Regions from separate parts of the Danio rerio genome. Here region 2 is linked to region 1. The links are chromatin contacts, called in public Hi-C maps. All regions are on one chromosome and are shown on one strand. Each heading gives the region's core, a stretch centred on a gene start, on an enhancer-like site or on the middle of the called end of the contact. The rest is flanking DNA. Distances are from core to core; before and after follow the strand shown.

Region 1 (5,117 bases), core at 1,506-4,005:
AAGCACTTTAGTTTAAGTAACAGTTCACACCATTTACTACAGGCTTATCCCCTGACTATTATTAAGTTATTAACTGTTTATTAGCACTTATAAAGTATGATTTTATTTACCTTTCTAATCCTACCCAATACCTAAACGCAAGTATCATTTTACTAACTATTATTAAGCAGAAAATTAGTAGTTTGTTGAGTTTATTATTAAAAACATTTTAGCTAATGGTGTGTTACTAGTACGAATTGTACATTAAAATTAAGTGTGAACAAACTATTCCAAGACAGATTTTTTAAAAAGGAAATATTTCTAAAGTTTTAGTAAAACAAAATACAATTAAATAGATTTAAAAAATTGAATTCTTAATAAATAGCTGCTAAATTGAAAATGTTGCATCATTTACATTGAACGGACATGATTTTTGATTACTAAAATAAAATTAGACCATTAGAACAGACTCCAGAAAAAAAATAATTAAAAAAATGTTAACATTTATAGAATTTTGAAGCAAAAAAAAAATACAAATGTCCAAAAGAGATGTTAGGAAATGGCATTTGCACAATATTTTTGTTTATTGCCTTAAGTTTAAGTATATTTAAATCCTCAAGTTGAACATGTCATTGCCAAATAAATTAAAAATAAAAATAAAAATAAATAAGTAAGATTAAATTAAATAAACACTAAAAACAAAAACAGATACAGTACAGATGTAGCTACATGAATTAAAAGTAAAAGTGACTACAATATTACAACTTAATTATTATTTAGCTGGTTCTCCTTTGCATCTTCTCCTTTGCATCCGTTCTATCGTACACACAACATAAGCATCTTTCCTTGTTTGGTCAACTGAAATGTAGAACACACTAAAAAGTTTTACGCCCGTCCAAACACACCACTGTAAAAACTGCTGGGTTCCACACAATCAATTTGTTTTGGGACAACATGAAGGAATTAAGTTCACTAACAAGTTTTTACAAATTTAAGTTGATTGAACATAAATTAATGAAGTCGTCCTCCAAAACGCTTAAGAGTTGTGTTTATTTCAGCTCATTTGGTAACAATTTATTTTGATGGTTCATTTGTGTATTAGTAGACTTTCAGCATAATATCTGTTGATATGCTCCTTCAACAGACATTTAACTGACTATAAGAAACTTTACAAGTACATATAACTTTACAATAAGCAACCCTAACCCCAACCAAACAGTCTACTTATAATCTGACGAGAATTAGTTGGCATGTAGATGCAATGCAACTTAAATTCAACAATTTAAAAAACAATAAAGTGACCGCTTATTTTAAGTAAGTCTTTTAAACAAACAGCAAACACAATTTTTTGAGTCCATGCTTATTAAAAATCAACTTCAGGATATTTGCATATTTGCATAAAGAGTGGAGACATTAATTTTCTTAGGCTTGAACATCACTTATAACCATTATAGTCTAAAATAGTTTACACAGTCTATCTAACCCTCTAATTACACATCTGATTAGCGTGACCCATTTTATGCGCTCCGTGCTTCTGCTTCCTCTACATGCTATTTAATTAAATCTTGTGATCACACTGACCAGCTGTCATATACGAAAGGTCTGGGTGGACGACCAGTGGGCGACAGGGGCCATGGGATCACTTTTTTGGGGTGGGGGAGTGGTGGTGTAAATGAGAGGAAACGGGACCCTAGATTCAAGGACCTCGTAGATTCACCATAGCAATCGCTTTTCCCATCCAAACAAAAAACTGAGCTCACTGTAATAGCATAAAGGGCCAGCTGACCCCTGTTCTCAATCTCACAAGATTACATTAAAAATGGAGCCACAATGAAGCACTGGATTTGGCAGAGAGTGACTTCTTCATGCTCCAGGCTTTTTATGCTCCAGCCAAAGCAAAGCACTTGAAGTGGGATGATAAATAATACCCGGAGTATTAACTAGCATTAACTCTCAGGCTCTTCAAAAGACAGCCGCAGAGCAAATACACTACTGACAGTTTCAGACTTACAGGGAATCTGTTAGGCAGTAATGATCTGTTAAAATTGCCATTTGTAATGCGTTTGTAAGAGAAATGACTTCTTGAATGAGAAGATTTAAGAATGAGGATTCATTTGCTAATATTAGTTAAAGGGATAGGATAGACACCCATGTTTACTCATCATTTACTCACCCTGAGGTGGCTCTTCTGTTGAATGCAAAAGAATTCGTTTTGAAGACTGATGGAAACCGGTAACCATTGACATCCATAATGAAAAATAAAAGATACTTTATGAGTCAGTGGTAATGGTTTCCAATGTTCTTCTTTTTTGCTCAATATGAAGATAAAATCAATCAGAATTGGAACAAGTGGAGTGCATTTTCATTTTGGGATAAACTGTGAGAAATGAGAACTTACTGTAAAGAGTTACTGGCAAAAACTTTGTCAAATTGAGGGTTGATGTAATAAAAATAGTACAAATAAATGATTTCATACTGTAATTATTTATAAAAATAATATGAATTTACATTTGGGTTTTTAGGAGATTTTAAAGATGAAAAGTACAAAAAAAACAATATATCTTAAAACATCTTCTTTTCTGCCCAATAATTGATTTAGCTCATTTTAAATAAGTAGTTTGAACAACCAGCAACAATATTTTTTGTGAGTGTACTGAGCTAAGTTAATTCATTACCTCTTCAGACTGAAGGGGTTTGAGCCGATATACATGCTCTGCTAGTTTACATCCTGTGGCACACAATAGAAAGCCACTGGCTACTGTGTTGGGGGAGGGAACCCGACTGTATGCAGAGTCTTATCAGTGCAAATGGGACGAAGGTGATTTGTCCAAACGCCACAACCACTGCAATGGGAATGAATATTTACAAAACCTCCAGGGGTTAGGAAGTCCTTTCACCCCGAACATCCCTCCACATAAATAACCAGCCTGTATTGAGTAAAGTTTAGTTTCCATTAGCTGCTCGAATCACAAATAAAAGCTCTGTTCACCAAAGGTTAAATCATTACCGCAAACTGCCAGAAAACAGTAATAAATGCTCATTTCACATTCGCGGTGGCTTCCAATAGGAAACATTTCATCATTATCAGAGGCCTTTGTCCATTTACAGTTTTATTAGCCGTTCATAGGGGGGCCTGGTTAACACAAGCCCCTCACTGACAAAGAGACAAACATCTGTGTTGCGTCCAATTAGGGACGGCCCTCTATGTGGAGCTGATAATTACAGGGAGAAAGAGTTAGCACCTCGCGGCAGGACTACTGTCCTCATAACACCTCCAGACTGAGCTTGATGACGTGTTAGCGCACTCAGCATACGGAGGAAGTTTGCCGACAGCTATGACGCTTTACAGTGAAGCATGTGGGATCGCAACCTCCCAGTGTGGGATTTGTCAAGATGTGCGGGACGGTGTCCTGTGTGACTTCCAGCACCCGTGTGTGGCGCAGCGTCCTGTGCGAATTCTACCACCTGCCGCTGTTGAGCAGGTAATGATCAACCTCTGAAGTGTGACGTGCACACCAGTCTTTATTCTCACAGAATAGGCTCAGTTAATAAGTGTCAGCAACATGTGTGGCTGAAAGTATAGTGCTAATGTGCAGTAGCTCTCCTCGCTCACGCTGAAACAATGGCATGCTAATATGGATTAACAAGGCCTATCAACACTATTAGTGGCTGACACTGGAGAAAAAGAGATGAACAATTGATCCCAGTCAATGATTAATCTGTGGTTAGTATAAGATTTGCCTGATAAGCTTGAGCTTGATTTGCATAAGCACTTACTCAAAGTAGGGGATGTAAAATCTTGATGCCGCTGCCGAACAAAAGGGTGATTGATGAGTTCTTTTCTACCGAACAGATGTTATGAAATCTGTTTTGTTAAAAATGCATTAAAATTAAATGTAATTAAATTTTTTGAGTTTAGAGATGAGAATGATTTTAATCTCTGAATGAAAATATTTTTTAATGATTTTTTTTGAGTATAAAATAAATTATTAAATGAATGAAATTCTGGAAGAGAAAACATAAAATGATACAGTTTTTTTATTATACAAATTATTCCACAGTTTTTGTATTATGTCTAAAATATTAACCTACCAATCAAGGTTTTGACCCTTTTCACCCTCATGTCAACAATGTCAATAATTCAGATAAATATCACATTCTGAAAAAAGGGTGTATTAAGGGTGTCTGACCAAAAGCAGAAAATCAGAGCATATCACACCTGTCCTCAGGTCTTTACACTAGCTCCTAATTACATTCTGGATAGATTTTAAAGTATTATTAGTTGTCTAGAAATCACTAAGGGGCCTAGGACCTCAATAATACATTACAGATATGCTCACTGAATACAAAACTAACAGGTCACTCAGATCTTTAGGATCATATAAACAAGAAATTCAGTCAAAACAGGGTGAATCCGCCTTCAACTACTGCACCCCTGCTGCTGGAATCTGCTTCCAGAAATGATCAGATGTGCTCCAACATTAGGGACATTCAAATCAAGACTGAAAACACATCTGCTTAGCTGTGCCTTTACTGAATGAGCACTGTGCTACAGCCAACAGATCTCACTAATATGTCTTTTTCATTCTTTATAACCTGTTTTAACACATTTTAAATCTTTTTTTAAACATTTTTAATTCTTTGTTTTTATTTTATTATACTTGTCTCTTTTATTCATATTTATGTAAAGCACTTTGAATTACCATCATGTTTGAAATGTGCTATATAAATAAACTTGCCTTGTCTATTTTTAAAAAACAAACATAAACAAACAAATAAAAATCAGTGGTAAAATGTGTCATGCATATTTAGAACAAGAATTATTTAAAGATATATTAAAAGGCTTTATGGAACTTAAAATGATTTATGAGTATGTATGGGATCACAGTGGAGCTTCAAACTTATAATAAGTTATCAATAAAAAATGTTTTCTACACTGGAAAAAATTGACTTTGAACCAATTTTTAAAATACTGTAATTTGTTACAGCTCATTTTTGTTTATCTCAAAGCATCATTTAACTTGAGTTCATACTTGAAAATGTTATTTAATCTTAATCAAAAATATTTATTGTGGTCAAGAAGAAAATTACATTCACACAAAGTAAAAACATTGCTTACTATAGGGACACTATATACC
Region 2 (5,117 bases), core at 1,108-3,607, 81 kb before region 1:
ATGAATCAACAAACTCTATAAAAAACCTTTAAAAAACCTACGTGTTTAGTGGAAATTTCTGGCAAAATAAATGTATGATAATGTTTTTTTAAAGCCTAGTTAGGCTACAAATAAATAACATGTTTAAGCACTTAGATTATGTTTTCTTTCCAGTGGACTCAAATAATTATTTGATGTTAACCAACATTGTCTGAAACGATAAATGACAAAAAATAAAAAGAATAGAAAAGAAAAAGAAGGTGCACCTGCGCATAGTTTCTTGATTTAACTATGGAAATGTACTGTTGGAAGGCCACCATCTGGGCTGTCTGGAGGTCCAGAAATACGTGATGCAAACCCTACGTCCAACAGCAGCAGTTACATATGTCAGCCACTAGGTGTCAGCAGCCCCTAGGGGAAAATAACACTGCGGCTCAACAAGACTGTCCTAGAAATCTACAACCGTTTGGAGTTGGTTTGTTTCCTCGGAGGGCAGTAGAAGGTAGAAAGGTGACACCAAATGAAACGAGTTTGACGTATGTAACAGGGATAATCTAATTATTTAAATGATATCTACTTACTGAGACAAAGCTGTAAAGATGTGCGTGGAAGTTATCAATAACCATTTAAATGTATATTATTCACTTAGAGTAATTATGTTGTGCAGCGATTGCTTTGTTTGAAGTAACTTAGGCCTAACTTATTTGTGTAACTTGACAAATAGTCTAATGTGAATAATTTAAATTTTATAACATGTAAGCTTGTTTTTTATATATATATATATTTTTGTTGTTTGTTTGTTTTGCAGTTGGTCTTATGGTGGTGTAGGCCTACTGAACCTTCTTGAGGAACATACCCTCTGGATATCTCGCAGCTCGGCCATCTTGCGGATGTGCTTGACGTCATTTCTCAAGTCACCTGGTTGGTTGAGTTTCGCGCGCCATTGGTGGACACCGCCCTGCTGCGTCAGAATCGCGCGGATTTGATAAAACGCCTGGAGTTTGATTTCGCGTTTAAAAGGTATTTGAGTTTCAATACGATGAATTACTTGTTACATAAAGTAGAGTCTTACACACACTCACACACATTTTAAATTGTAGTTCTAACTACACGCATTTCAGAATCGACATGGAGCTGCTGCAGGTTTACCTTGTGCGACCTTATTTACATTTCAGTTTTGGATCATTTCGGCTGCTAATGCAAGCACTTTATATATTTTGGTATATTGTTATTGAACTTTTAATGTTTTACTACAGTTACTTTTTTACAAATCTATGATTAGAAAGTTGCTCATACAGCGCCTTTACCTAGGCTAAAATACTTGTTTTCATCTTTTATTATTATTTGGGGCTTAAAAATGTAACAAATTTTAATGAAAGCTAATTTTGTTATATTTTGGCACATTGGCCCGTGGAGAAATAAAACCAATCAAGTTTCTCTCTATTTTCATGCTGCAAATAAAAAAAAAAGTTTATTACGTTTTGCCATTTCAATAATGTGCTGTGTTTGAATGAGTGTCTTGAGTTTGCTTTATATGTAAATACTGAGAATTATTATGTGTGTGTGTGTGTGTGTGGGGGGGGGGGGGGGGGTATGTTTTAGTGTGATAAAATTAATAATAAAAATAATACATCAAAAATGAAATTTATTTAAATTTAATTTAATTAAACTTTAGCATATGCAAATTATCAGATTTTTTTTGTCTTAAAACAACAACAACAACAACAACAACAACAACAGTGTGGCATTAGGTGAAGTAAAAAAGATCTGTCAGTGAAAGTGTGAAACAATACTGTGATACTTTAACCATTTTTGTCCACTATAAAACTTTATGAAACTTTTAAATGATTTATACATAATTTATCAATTAAATTATGCCAGACACGTATACGCACCTACTATGACAAGTGTTTTGATTGAGATATGGTATTGCAGAAATTAATTCAAACATTATAAGTATAATTCCATAGCCTATACAAATATTTGTATTTTTGTATTTGTATTATTATAACTATAATAATTGTATTATTTGTGTTGTATATATTATACTGGCCTATTATGTCGAATATAGAGGAGGAGTATTGCTTTGATGTAGCCTATGATACATTGTTTAAAATATATATTATTTATAACATTGTAACTTTTTCATTCTCTTCCCTTCTTTCTCTCTCTCTCTCTTTGGAAAACAATCACTTTATTCATGGCCTTCATGGGTCGTAATTTTCAGACTGTGGTTTTCTTAAAAGAGGGGGGAAGGTGACTTTGTTGATACTGGTGGGGGGTTTATTACACAGGGCGTGGTGTCTGTCTAGCCAATCGGAGGCCTTTTCTCGTGCAAACGCTGGCCTTTAACCACCGGCACGGATATAAACAGATTACAAACAACAAGAACCAAACAAACGTCGGCTCACGGCATTGACTTTTAGACATCATGGCAAACGTGGACGTATCAAGCAATCTGGAGCGTCATGTTGCACGGAGCACTTTTCCTCTCCTCACCCGCACAAAGGTCTGCCGTAACCTATTCGGACCCGTAGACCATGAGGAGCTGCACTGTGAGATGAAACGCAAACTGCAGGAGATCTCCGAGCGAGACCAGAGCCGGTGGAATTTTAACTTTGAGACCAACTCGCCTTTGCCTGGAGATTACGAGTGGGAGGCGATTTCAGAGGACACTTTGCCATTTTTCTACAAGGATAAAGTACAAAACAAGAGAGCTCGTGCCGCGACGTCTGTTAACGCAACAGGAGACGCTTCCAGCACTGTCGACTGCGGGATTTCCAGGAGTCCGGTAGCTCAAGAATCCGAGGGAGTCCCAAGTCGACCCAACGAACCCAACCAGGAGAACATCTCTGGCGCACTAAACTCCAAACCAGCTCGTTCTTCAGTCCTCAGAAACAGACGGAAGAGGTCACTTATCCCAGAGAGCCCCAGAAACAGCACGCCGCAAATTACAGGTAAATGCTTTGAAACGTTAAATAGTTAGGCTATATGTAAAGAAGTGTCACGATTTTCGTCTGTTAATTAACTGTGAAATAAAACATGAATAATGACATAAAACCTTGGTTTCCACCAGACTTCTTCCCAAAAAGAAAGAGGGTCGTGGAGTCGAAGCAGGATGAACGCAGTTACCTTCAAGCCGGCACATCCACGAGCATTGAAGTAACGCCACGTAAAACTATTAGATGGTAAGTATCCACTCCGTTTAATAGTTTAAACTCATTAAACAATTGTTAGTTCGATTTGAATAGCCTAGCTGTTATAAACTTATTAGGAATTGTAATAAAGTCGTAAGTGATAAAGTCGTAAGTGAACAACAAATTCCGTTAATGTCTTTTGTCCGATACTGCCGTGAAACAAATGTTAATTGTCATTTTTTTTTGCTTTACAGATGTTTGCACTATACATACATCAGTCCACCTGTGTTTATCTGCAGAGCGGATGAAAGAAAGAAGTGGACGAGACCCTTTCTCTCTGAACTCATGTAGCAATAATGGCTCTGCCAACAGAGACTTTGTTGCAGTGTTACAATGTCTAAACGGTGCAATTTTCACTTTTCTTCTGTTATAATTGTGTAGAAGGCTAGACCACAGTGCTCTAAACAGTCTAGAGCAAGACGTGTTTGTTTTATTTTTGAATATACTAACTTATTTTATTTATGTTCATAATAGTTGGTTACTCTTTATTATTTACAGCAATTGTTATTATTATTTTTATTGTTTCGGCCATATTTTATGTTGTGTTTTATTTAAGTTTGGTTTGCAATTTCATGCAACGAATGTTATTGAGCCTTGTTTGTTAAAAAATATATTCTGTAGCTCACGTTGTACCTTTGAATCAAAGTGTAAATTAAATTATATTTTTGCTAACCTGGTCGCATTCAAGTGTGTTCGTCTGGAAGCCACGTAGGCTATAATCTTTCAGCTACATTATTGTGCATCATCATGGGATGTGGGTAAACGACTGAAAAAAATGTTTGCCCTACACTTTTGGGGCGTCAACATTTTGCTAGCTGTGACAAAAAGAGGAGAGTTTGGCCTCTAAACAGGAGGGACTCAGCTGTTCCGCCCTCAGTGTTTGTGGGGAGGGATATGCGGGCAGCTGCGTCCTATAGGGAGGATTTAAATGCCATTTTCTTTCCATAATGAAGGAGGCAGGTGCCCTTGGAACCCCGCTTTGTCCGCATAAGACCTTCATTTTCAGCACCCTCTCAGCTATCCCGCTAATGAAACACTTACCAAGACTTGAACAAAATGGGCTCCTTCTATTTACACGCCAACCACCTGCCTCCCCTCCCCCTACCTACACACTATCTGTGAATAACATTTACTATAGATACCACCACACGCCAGATCTTTATAATGTCATTGAGATAGGGGAAAAGCTAATGGAAATAAAAAAAAGAGAACAAAAACTACACTGACAAAATAGGGACCAAAGGAAATGTGAGCACAGGTAGGGCTACAACTTTCTTTCATAGCTAAATTGGGAATAGGTTGCAAGTCAGTTCTTATAAATAATTTATATATAAATATAGGCTATTTATACATTTATTTATATATAATATATTACGTATAGTTTATAAATAAAAAAATATATAGGCCTATACGAATTTATCAAAATTAATTTGGTTTAATTTGATCAGTTTATAACAGGTTATCACTTTTGTGTGAATAATTATAACTTTTAAATTATACCAAAATTTAAAATTATGAATAGCAACAGCAACAAATAATGTAAAATAGCATGTTACATTTGATATACGAAAAAACAAATGCTTGTGCAATTATTGTTAAAACTTTCTAACAATAAAATTATCGATAATAGAATTGTATTTACGGAAAATCATTTAATTCTTTCAGGCTACTCCAAAAACGAGGATATTTGGTTTTTTAATCGCATTAAAATGAAAATTAAGCTTTAGGACTAGATTATCAACGAATTGTACCTATCACTCGGACTTTTTTTTTTTTTTAATTTCGGCCGTCATCATCTGGTGTAGGTGAAGAGTGCCAGTGTTTCGCCAGATATAGCCTTTCTCTAAAGAAGTTTCCCATTTCCATGACCATCTGGCACCAAAAAAGCGAAATGGAACAAAGGCAGCTAAAGGCGTAAGGCGAAGCGAGTGCCATCGCATT

What was found. A called contact is a pair of places that touch in the nucleus more often than the background predicts.
Region 2: a contact with region 1 is called in a Hi-C map of gastrula embryo, with 4 times the contacts expected there. The contact joins the promoter of cdkn1ca here to the enhancer-like site in region 1. A contact is called at or near these places in 8 of 18 Hi-C or Micro-C datasets (caudal fin, embryo, fibroblasts and 3 more) and 3 of 4 datasets of contacts at active chromatin or transcription factors (caudal fin, embryo and gastrula embryo).

The regions. Positions count from the first base shown.
Region 1 is chr7:50,419,214-50,424,330 of GRCz12tu, reverse strand. All of the region lies in intron 1 of acana (aggrecan a), which reads right to left. The region is part of intron 2 of kcnq1.1 (potassium voltage-gated channel, KQT-like subfamily, member 1.1); the gene reads right to left. Among named protein-coding and RNA genes, the nearest start is that of kcnq1.1, 29 kb to the right of the region's middle. Within about 2 kb of position 2,755, at least 15 of the 62 cell types and tissues checked have an H3K27ac peak or open chromatin away from gene starts, as enhancers often do. A contact at or near this core is called in gastrula embryo, where this site is marked.
Region 2 is chr7:50,499,961-50,505,077 of GRCz12tu, reverse strand. It overlaps cdkn1ca (cyclin dependent kinase inhibitor 1Ca), which reads left to right and starts at 2,357. Exons shown (of 3, transcript NM_001002040.1): 1 at 2,357-2,936; 2 at 3,056-3,167; 3 at 3,371-3,846. The coding sequence starts at 2,411. The coding sequence ends at 3,371. The region is part of intron 1 of acana (aggrecan a); the gene reads right to left.